2 separate regions of the Bombyx mori genome follow, and region 1 is linked to region 2. Evidence: chromatin contacts called from public Hi-C data. All regions are on one chromosome and are shown on one strand. Each heading gives the region's core, a stretch centred on a gene start, on an enhancer-like site or on the middle of the called end of the contact. The rest is flanking DNA. Distances are from core to core; before and after follow the strand shown.

Evidence for each region. Hi-C and Micro-C count contacts between places; a contact is called where the count stands out from the background.
Region 1: a contact with region 2 is called in a Hi-C map of middle silk gland, with 1.8 times the contacts expected there. The contact joins two enhancer-like sites. A contact is called at or near these places in 4 of 7 Hi-C or Micro-C datasets (middle silk gland, midgut and whole pupa).

The regions. Positions count from the first base shown.
Region 1 is chr7:9,235,262-9,241,034 of ASM3026992v2, forward strand. All of the region lies in intron 4 of LOC101745976 (trithorax group protein osa), which reads left to right. Among protein-coding and RNA genes, the nearest start is that of LOC101737552, 43 kb to the right of the region's middle. Within about 2 kb of position 2,375, at least 8 of the 8 cell types and tissues checked have open chromatin away from gene starts, as enhancers often do.
Region 2 is chr7:9,195,574-9,201,700 of ASM3026992v2, forward strand. It overlaps LOC101745976 (trithorax group protein osa), which reads left to right. Exons shown (of 20, transcript XM_038011947.2): 2 at 721-885. Among protein-coding and RNA genes, the nearest start is that of LOC101745976, 26 kb to the left of the region's middle. Within about 2 kb of position 4,383, at least 8 of the 8 cell types and tissues checked have open chromatin away from gene starts, as enhancers often do.

The sequences.
Region 1 (5,773 bases), core at 1,125-3,624, 38 kb after region 2:
CGCTACCTAGTGATATTCGAGTAATAAAACCAAAGCTGTTTGGTTTATAAATAACGCTTGAGTTTTGAAACATTGTTTATAAGTCGTTATTAATTAAAAACACTTTATCTGAATAATCTATAATGATTGAGTTACGAACTAATTTGCGGCACGACAGGCGGCTTATGTAACTAATCGACAATTAATCGCACCCTTATTACACGATCGCGCTGTGGCTAACCCACTAAGGCATATTTCTTTTATTTTGCCGACTGCCTGCCTCGTGGCTTTAGCCTCACTTATAGACTGGCTTTACTCAGAATTCAGAACTGGTTTTATAAACGTATGTACATTGAATTCTACGATAAAATCGTTTTACTTATATATTTCAATGAAATTGTTCATAACCTATTAAGTACATAATTGTTACTTATTAGAACGTTCGGAATTCTAATTGATTGTCCGGCTTAATGCAACGGTCAGTATCTAATATCGGTATCAGTTGTATTCTAGTACAGAATAGTATAATATGCGTGTTGACCCGCCTTTCCCAATAGGCCATCTCCGTGTAAATTCGCGCTAATGCGATATAATATGCATAACATATTTATGTACCCAGTGAAGTTGCACAATTTGTATTAACACTGTTGTTGCTGACTGTATTTTTTTTTTTTATTATTTATTAGAGCCATACACCTATTAGGTTAAGTCGGCTTGAGTCTGACTGTATTAAATAATTTTATTTTTGTGTCTGTAGCAACTTTTCGTTATATTACATATCGGCTCTTTTGTTTTTGTCGTTCATATCATAACGTATTCTGTCAATATTATAAATTGATAATTTAACAAATTTGCACGAAGTTTTTCAATAACTTATTTGCATAAAGAGTTATGTATTTGTATTTGTAGAGGTATTGAATGAAAACGTGATTCATTTGATTAATTATGATTAATGTCATTGAACTCTTGTTTTAGTATGTTTAATATTTTTACTTTGAATATTTTTTTCATTTTCTTTTCATTCGTTAATGATAAGGATGTGTTGTGAGCCCGCATTGTTTTTACTGGTGGTAGGACCTCTTGTGAGTCCACACGGGTAGGTACCACCACCCTGCCTTTTTCTGCCGTGAAGCAGTAATGCGTTTCGGTTTGAAGGGTGGGGCAGCCGTTGTAACTATACTGAGACCTTAGAACTCAAATCTCAAGGTGGTTGGCGGCATTTACGTTGTAGATGTCTATGGGCTCCAGTAACCACTTAATACCAAGACAGTTCGGTCTTCTATTTACGTTTGTTAAAAATAAATTATATAATATAATTGGATTTATCATTTCCAAATTCAATTATCATATTTTATGAGTTTAAAATGAAAAAAAATACTATTTTTTGTTGCGCTCGTCTTTCTGTACATCACAATATTTCATACGGACACCGCGGGCATTATATCGATGAAAATTTAAAGGTCCGTTAAAGTGTGGAAAACTGATACGTGTTATATAGCAGGATCAAAATAAATCTAATGCAGATACCTGCACATAAGTCGAAAAATAACTTTTATATACGTAAAAAATTGTATTAAACAAAATATTCATTATATTTTGAGATGCTCTGTTTTCGCTTAACGGCCCTTTAGAATAATGTATTTATAAATACATTGACTTTCAACCGTGATAGTTTTCAACCACGCAACCGGTTTTATTCATAACAACTCACTGTAATCACCCTTTTAACCACGATGATTTTCGACAGGTATTTTTCCATTCAATTATTAGGTTGTAGGTATTTCCTTCGAATAGATTTTGTAGGTACTTCAAGGAACGAACGACGAACGTTTTCTGTGTGCTTAGTGCGAGTTTTTTAACGTTCTCGATAGCGTAAAAGTTAGCTCATATTTGTATGGAATTGGGATCGTTTGCGTACGTTTGCCGCTAGGGGCGCTGTTCCAATTGAATATGCAATTTCGAAAAGGGCACATCTCTGAAAATGTAGTAAAATGTTCAGGAAATGAAAAAAAAACTGATTATTTTCTAAAGCGGTGTGTTAAAATGTAAACTTTTGAGTTATATTTTAGTGTGAATTAGCAATTGAAAATTACTGGAATTATTATAAAATGGGTGTAGGTAAGCCTCAAAACTACATGTATATGAAAAAACGTATTTGACAAAATATGCGACATGCGCCCTTTTCGAAATTGCATATATTCAATTGCATTCAAAATTGGCTGAACTTTTACGCTATCGAGAACGTTAAGAAACTCGCACTAAGCACACCGGTGTTGAACGAGTCCCCGCACTAGGCTCGCTTCGTGCCCTCGGGCGTCAGTAGCTATACATATGGGACGGAGCGAGCTCGGCGTGCCGTCGCCGCAATATCGGCCCGGTGAAATCGCTCGCCCGCCCGCTTCGTCTCTCCTCACGCCTCGCCTGCGCCAGTCACCGTGCGCCAACTGAAACGCGCGCACTGCTAACGCAATCGAACTCACGATATTTCATACACAAGTCTTAGCTTGCAGCTCCCGCTTTTGCCTTCAGTTTAGATCCGTATCTATTGCGTTGATTTGTAATTTATCAAGTTCACTAAAAGCGGTTGAGCTTTGTTTTGTCCTCGTCTAAACGCGTTCGAGTGTCGGTGTGTGTGTGTATGTGAGAGAGAGGTGCATGCCTGCATCTCGACCCAATTTGTGTTTAACAGTCGTCACTAAAAGTATTCAAAACGGCTGTCATCATAAGGCGGCCCGCGACATCAGTAAGTAACATCGGACTGCATGACTCTCGTTGTAAAATAGGACGATTCTTATCTATTGCAGATGTGTGCGTGGGCGAAACGACGCGGGGTCGGGGTTGTGTGCGTGACATCCGATCGCCTCGACCGCTGTTGTGTGTGTGTGTGTGCCGTGCCTTGGCTCAATATTCAGTTCTATTTTGTGACAGAGCAGCTATGTTTGTTTTTATTATCATAATATGACGAGCGGCTGCTTTTACTGCAACTAGATTTTAATTCATTCACATGCGTTTATTATTTTACGGGTCTTAAAACTGCAACATTGAATTCATCAATTAATTAATTTACCTTAAGAATTTAGATAAATTTTTCATTTCAAATAATATACATCTAAAAAGTCGGAATTATGGAAAATTAGCTAAAAGACTGTAACATTATTGGTAAGGAATGGAAAAAAAAAATTGCACGATTTGCGTTTTCCGTCGGTACCCGGCGGCAATAACCATTGGTAGCCGTACATTTTCTGAGTCTCATACAAGACTCAATTTACTCATTACACGTTATAAAGTTCAGGTCACGACCTAGTCCAACAAAATGTAGACTAATTTATGAAATTTTTTAAAACCAGATTTAGCTAGTTTATTAACAGAGAAGGGACAAAAACGGGTTCCGCAAAGGATTTTCCTTTAGTGTTCTTTCTTGATAGAACTTTATAACTTGTAAATTACACATTAACACCTCTATGTTTTGCTGTTTCAAAATACTGAATTTAAAAGTTAACGCACTTCACAAACACACTGGCAATTATTATTCATTTAACATTTATTTTATTTATTTGTACGTAATTGTTATTGAACATAAAGTTCGAAAGTCCGTCTTATTAAATGTAATTCTCTACTGACATTAGTAGCAATTAATCTTTTTCTGGCTAGACGATGTCAAATCTATCACAAATTGGCGTATCCCATAGGAATTCTACAAAACAGCAAACAACATTTTTGATAGGTTTTCATTTTTATACTTTTTTAGCTTGGTACATTAAAATCGAACATGCATTCGATGGCTAAAAAGAACACTTGTTTGACATATTATAAGGATTGACTTTTGATCCACCTATTACTTCATTTGATATCGTTCCTTAGGAATATATAGATAAAAAAAGGTAGTTAAATTTGTATACAATGAAATCGAAGCCTTTTGCTGATTGTAATGTTCCTGTGTAAGGCTACAATATACATGTAAGTGAGCCTTAGTTATTGCTATCGTTTAATTATACCTCTAACTTTAATTATTCTAAACATCAGAGCCATGCGCCCGGAAATCCATAATTTCAACATTTCTAATTGTAATTGGTTCTGTTTTACCGGCATCTATGCGTCTATTTCCAGTTTGTATTTTATTTTTCGTTTCATGTCTCGGCCTTTAATTGTTTTTATCAGATAAATTCAGGCTATTTTTATGAGAATTTCAAGGATTACAGGTCACCGGTATTCGTAAGTTCCATAGGAAAATAACTAAACTGCTGAAATAACGGAATTGCTGAACAACCGCATTTAGTTTGTTGTGTATTCAAGGAATATTTTGTTTGTTTATATTTTTTCTTAAAAGTTAATAATAACATTTGTGGTTTTGAGACGCTATTAATTGAGTACATAAATCATTGATACTATTTGTTTGTTTACAAAGAATGCAGATATTTCTTTCATTTGATCGTTAACAATTGTGTTTCAGTGTGTATTGACTACTAAAGTAGCATTGTTATCAGGGACGCATGTGTTTGTTATATTCGTATGCGTTACTGATTATTAAACACGATCTCACGCTTTGCGGTAGCCGTGGAAGAACGTCGTAAACGACCGACATTAACAAATCAATCGTCGATTTTATTGCTTGGGGCTGTAAAAACTAAAATGCTCGCGGGAAGAGCGGCGTATCACGCGTTTCTCTTTCGTCGGTGGCTCATACAAATTATACGATGTGTATTACGTATAGCTAGGTAGGTGGGCCGTCATTATTTATGTTCTCTAACAGTCTGTTCGGTGGTGTGGGTTAAAATCGGAGCAGTCAGCTGATCGTCAATGTGTGCGTGCGTTCTTCGGGAAACACCTTTCGATGACGTATGCGAGATCCGTTTAATTGGACATTCACATTGTTCCCCGATTTTTTTTTTTGGTGTGTAGTCGCTGAATATGGATCGCGTTTTGTTTTTCAAAGATGTTGTTTCGTTACTCAATCCACGCTACTTTACAAATTTAAGATATGTGCATTCATCACATTGTTTTGAAATTGTCATAACTGATTTCTTCAATTGGAGATATACAATAAAATTCTTATGTGATCGTTATTTATTTTCAGCTATTGTTTATGACAAACAGCATTGATTAGTCTTATTGTCAAACGATCATTTTGATCATTTTTCGGTTTTTGTGAATTTATCGTTTTTGGATTATTTTGAATGTTGTTGTTCTGCAGATAGTAAGTAGTAGTAACCTTTGGTGTAGATACTTAGTTGGTTTTATTGTCTGAATTGGTTGATTTATGAATTCGGTTGTCGTTGATATCATAGTTGTAATACATTTGCTATTACATACCTTCATATATTGTTTTGACCACAGTTATGATTTGTATCCCAATGTAAAAGTTGAGGCGTCTAAATAGTACACTAATTCTGCAGAACAATACTAATTCAGCCCAGTGTAAGAATTACCAGATTTTTTTGTGTAACATGTTGTTCAGTCCTTATGAGTGCTCCACGACTTTTCATGTCTGGACGGGTTCAAAGTACCACGTGATTAACTCGTCAAGTGACAGTAGAACGACAGTCGAAAGTTATTAGGGAGACTTGACTTTGAAGTTGAAAAGGGAACCTCCCCCACCCTTCTCGTCACAAATAAATAAGGCAGAGTCGGCATGCGAGAACAAGAACAACAATAATAATAATAATTTGATCTGGCCCTATCAGCTGGTTCGTCGACACAGACCCGAGTAACAGGTGGCCTATAAAGACATTCAATAAAGTGTGTTGTATGTACCACTTGCCTTCGTTGCGGAACCGTCTATTTTACACAAATACTA
Region 2 (6,127 bases), core at 3,133-5,632:
CTAAACAATCTTATATAACTTTGAATGTAAGAACTCGATTCGAACACTCAATGAATGAAGTACTGAATGTTACTCCAATACCTACTCAGATTTCAGTTATTAACGTATACAAACGCAAACATTACATTGTTTTTCTTTTTAACTAGATAGGTTAAGTCAATGTCCCGTCTATGAAATTACTAAAGACCTAGTGATAGTGCCTAATCTTATTGGTTCTTTATAGATTAATACATTTTCATATCGATCGGCGAAATATTAGAGTCAGTAGTCAAGAGGCACCTTACCGTTGCAGGTTTACAATGCGCCCATCCACTAGAATTCACTAGATGATTAGACAATTAGTATTCAGATAGTTTCAAATCGGTTTTTTATTTAACTGCTGGATCTCACAGAAATTTTCTTTATATGTCGTAATCACTTTTTAATATTAAATACTTTTTGTGAAGTTTATACAAAGCATATTTAATTACGTCTTGCGTTGGTCAATATTTATTCTAAATTTGTTTTTTGCGCTTCAAACAAGATGGATTTGCTCTGTGACACCCACTACGAACGATTTATTTAAAAAGAAAACTTCATACAAATGACACTATTCAATAAGATACCTTTAGTCTCGATACTTTTAGGGTAGGGGTCAAAGAATTTTATGGTATTCTAAATAATAGATTTATCTCTTTGTCTCCGTTAAAACTTAGAAATAATTTTGTTATTCTTTAACAGCCACCTCGGGGATACGTAGCACCTCCTTACGGCGCTGGAGCGCCAGGAGGACCCCAACAACCCCCGGGAGCTTATGGCCCTCCAGGTGCTTACCCTCAAAGGTATCCGCCGCCGCCTGGCCCGCCCGGAGCGCCGAATTCACGACCGCCCTTCTCGTCACATCAAGTAAGTTAAATTCTCTTTTTTTTATGTCATTTTTACCCATAAAAGATATTCTCAATCAAACGGTACTTTTGAAAATCGTAAGAAATAAATAAATGAAAATGTTGACATAATTAAAACTGCGGTTGCGGTTTAAACTCGCGTTTTTTTACAGTTTTCGTAGTCGGAGACGATTGAAGTGTTATTCACCTAAAAATAGACGCTAATTAGCACAATATCATAATGTTAACGAGAAATATTTTTAATTATGTCTAAAACTCGCGAAAACAGAAGAAAATAACAACCAAATGTTGATAATAAAGAAATTACCTCACAACAAAGCCATTGTTAAGTAATAAAGAGTTAACATACAATTATATCAACCTAAATAGTTTTATCTAATACTTGATTTAGTCCACTATATAAAATTTATTAAGTAGTAAGCTTCTCATAGTACTAGATAGATATACGATCAGCATATCACAATTCTCATTACGTTACTGCATTAGTATGTCGTAGATAATATGTGTAAACAACACATAAACACATTATACATACACATTAATTGCAACGTGATCGTCTATACGTTTGTATGGTTACTATACATACGGATTAATTCTGATTGATGACCAAGATACTGAGATATGCAAACCGAGTTCAATGCCCTCTGTTTACAATGCCAGATATTATACGTATTGTATAGATGACTACGAACATCGGAACCGATGATACTGAGATAAGGCGGATAAATTTATGTGTTACAATAAATTAAACAATGATTGTAGGCAAATACGTAGCTCATAGTATTTTGTTCAAATAAACAATATTTATATGTTTTAATTTAGATGTATTTTAATCTATGTTCTTGAACCGTCTGTCTGTAGTCTGTGTGTAGAAATGATCACAGGATATAACTAGTCAGGTCATAAGTATTGTCACACAGTAAAAACTTTTCTTTTAGAATGCTGGCCACAAAAAAGTTTATTGAATTCGAATTTCGAATTGTTCATGAAAATAAAAATGTATACTTTTAGAAATTTACTCATTTTTTAAATATGGAGTGGACGCTTAAAGAAGACCGTGTTGCAGTTATTGCGTTGCATCGTTGCGGTTACGCGCCAATTCAAATTTTTAACATACTGAAAAATTTAAAAAAAAATAGGTACACGCGACTGCGGGATTTCAACACACACCGGCATAGTAGCATCTCTCGATACAAATGCACCAGACGTCTTATCATTTTACCCCACGATTACTTGAATATTATACAGAAATATTAAGTCTTTTGACTTTATGGCCATAATAGGTAATACTTACCTATTCTGTGCGAAGAAATTACTGGAAAAAAATCAAATATACACAAAATGTTAGGTATTCATCTAAATGTATTTTATCACAAAACATTTTAATCGTTTTTTCCGGAATTGAGTTTAATTCTTGCCGCGAATTTTCCTTTATGTCTTCTAATGGATCCCATGAAGCGGTAATTTGAGTTTCGGAAAAAGAAAAAAGTCGGCTGGAGTTGTCATATCTGGTGAATAAGGAAGTTAGTTGCTCGATGGTACTTGTTGAGATTTTGATCAAAAATTCGTACACTCAATTGAGGCCGTCAGCGCAAAAGTGGCCTAAGCTTATCATAATTAGTATGGAGATTTGAGGTTTGAATTTACTGAACACCGCTTCGTAAGCAAAAACAATACTCGCATAAATAGTGTTTACAAAGCCATCTATCTGTTATCTATGCGTGAAACTAGGGATAAGCCGGTTTTCCATCAAGATTTATTATTTTATAAATAAATTGTAATTTATAAGCACAAGTATGAAAAATTGTTGGTTAGGGCAGTTTTGTGCTGACGGCCTCAATTATGGCCTTGCGTTAAAGCGTATTAATTATCGTGGTGCAAAATCGATGGATTTTCTTTCAACTCAAATCTGGAAATTTTCGTCGAATTTGCACTTTTAAATGCCGCAAAACACTCTAGTAATATTATTTAGCTCCCTTTTGACCTTCCGGCAAGAATTCCGAGTGCACAACACCGCGATATTCATAGAAAACAGTCAACATGACTTTGACTTTTGACCGACTTTGTTTTTTCGGTTCCATTTCAATTGGAAACCGCCAATCCAAAGCTTGTTGACTAGTTTGCATGTCAAACTCGTAAACCCACGTCTCGCTACCAGTTACAATGCATTTCATGAATGTTGGGTCAGAATTGACTCGTTTTAGTATGTTTTCGATTAAGTTTTGAAATTCAGGTCCTTGGGACTAACAGAACGGCAACTTTTTTTTTTCCTACCTAAGCTGGTAGCCTTGAGAGGCTATTCCAGCGTAACCTTAACTAGTAGATGAGCTCACGGGGCTCAAACCTGACAAAGTTGCTAACACGAACCCTAGCAAGAGCTGTGCTTCGCAGAATCTACCACCGGATCGGAAACGCGACATCTGAGAAGATCCGGCGAGAAACTCAGTGGGCTGTGTCTGAGGGTTAATTTACTCGTCGAGCCCTTCGTCGCAGGCGACGGGTTCGACGAGAACGGTGACTGAGGCTTGAAGTACCTAAAAGCACCGTTAAGTGGATCGGGAGGATCCGAGATGACGTGTTTTGGGCGACGTCGACTGCTTTCCATTCTTTCCGCAGGATCGGGAGAACGGCATCATGTTTCATCCTTAAGCGTGTATTTAAAATTGTACGGATCGACTCGTGAGACACATAACTTCGACGCTTATCTCTCATGAACATGAATGAGGATTTATAGTAATAATTATTTCCTCTTGTTATGTAAACTTCAGTTGCAGACGTTGATGGCCTAACAGAGCAAGGTAAATCTTCCTTCACATTTCGACCGCTTTTGAACGCTTTGTCCAATCATCAGCAGGTGTTTTTGATAAAGGCGGTTCACTGTAAGCCTTCTGTAACATTTTCATTGACTCCGAACACGAAATTCTATTGGCTTTATGTCGAAACAAAAAGATATTTGTTTTGCTTCTATAAGTTAACAATACGGATTATTTTTATTTTAGTTCTTTGAGTGTTGGTATTTCGATCCGAGCGATTGACACTGTTTAATATTATTATGTTACATCGTACATCATCGTTGTTTTCTTTATACAGTCTGTACAAAGAGTGAAATTTTTATTTAAAAAACCCCCTAAATTATTATGACTTAATTTTCGTATAGCGTACAAGTTCCTTACAAAGTTATTTGAATAAAAGGTCACGATTAAAGGTAATAATATAAATACAGTCGTTTTACCTATTATAAAACTTTGTAAAATGTAAACGTTTGAACGATGACAAAGAAAATGTTACATGATACGATTTAAATTTAAGTCCGAAACTAGAACTTCTCGCCTAGAATGTTTCTTAGAATCGTTGAGCCGGCGGCGTCGCGCTGGAGCCTCGTCTACTCACGTGAACATAAACGTTCTGTCATACTTAAGCCCTCCTCAAGGGAACACCGCTCTAAAAGCAATAGACGCACGTTCTAACTTAGCTTAGAAGGTTCGAGATACGCTCGAATGACGTAAGCCGCTGTGCGCGCCCGCTGACGTAAGCCAGTCGTTGTGCAACGAAGACCGAGGTACGCTTTAAGCAGGCAGGCAGGGCTCTTGGTGTGAGCTCGTGTAGAAATCGTTATTAAGAAATGATTCGTAGAAGAACAAGGTCATTGTGAAACAAACCACGGCCAGTTTGTCCATGCCGTGGCCGCGCGATATAATTGCGTTGATTTATGCTTTAATGCATTAGAAAATGACAATAATTTTGCTGCCTTTTTATAAATTAGCAATATGCCTACTAAATAAGTATTCACAGATTTTTTTTTGTTCGTGTGATGCTAGCTTTACTTTTCACATATAATTTAATATAACCTTTTCTCCCGCAATAGTGACTTTTCTCTCTTATAATACGGTACATTCAATTTTGGAAGTCACATTCAACAATATCCCAGCCACATAGTATTCCTATCTCTGATAATTATTCATCAAAATTCATCATCACCGTTCATTAAATATATTCAGTAAGATAATAAAAGTTTTCTTGAAATATAACGCTTAGAAAAAAAAAAACCTGTGATAAATTTTGCTCATTGCAATGTTCACGAAAAATTAAACAACCATGGACTTTTTTCTCGTAATGAAGTAACTGGTGTATGTGCTCGGGATATTTCTATAGCAATTATTATTCTAGATTTGTTTGTACCAGCATAGTGTACAATTATATTACGATAGTGTACTTTTATTTTTATTTTAAGCGCACAAACAACTAATTAACTAGAAATCATTTACTCTCGACGGAAGATAATATATAGCAGATAAGTAATAAAATAATTTGTTTTGAACAGATAATGCGTAACGCACAAAAGGCATGTTGTACCGTAATGCGCTAGATCTTGATTTTTTTATCTCTTTGTCAGCTATAATTACGCATAGTCTTATAAATTAAAATGACAGGAAAACAAATAACCTAACGATATTTAATTTTAATAATAAATAATATTGAAAAAATTGACATATCGCCTTCAACTCATTGCTCTTTGATTGGTATCGATGATATACACAAAGCATCGGTTCACGTTAATCTTGTCAAAGTTAAAAATGACCGAGATTTTAATAGTAAATAATATTATACATAACAATATTAGGATGCTTTTCGTTCGTCAATGTTTGGAAGATAATCCTGTGTGCTGCGTAGTCATTCGGTAACATGTGTTTAAGCAATAACTTAGATGTTGTTGAAAATGTAAACGAGTAAACTGTCTCACGGCCCGCCGGATGTTAAGCTATACCGGTGGACATAAATCGATATTTGACCCCGGAGTAAAAAATATGTATGTAATAATTATTCTGAAAGGATTCAACAGTACGCATCAACGTTTGAAGAGTATCTAATGTTTTGGAAGTAAAACATCGTGAGTCGTTAAAGATACGTGCAGTGTTGCTCTGAGATACGACGCGGGTGCAATGAATGCTACTACGATTTCAAGGGCGCACCTCAGGTGATGACGTACTCGCACCCCACCACCCCACAGGGCTCCCGCGGGTGTTCCGGCACCCACCTAATAATGCACGTCTACACCCTGTCTGCCGCACTCGTTGCAACCTTGTGTGCTTTCAAAGGTCTTTCGCACACTGCTAACGATGTAAACTTTCTTCATCACAATAATATCCTTCAACGCAATGAATGACTTGTAAATTAACTTCGTTAAAACATTAATCAAACACAATAGCAATTATTTCCAACTTGACTACGATGTAGTATCAGGC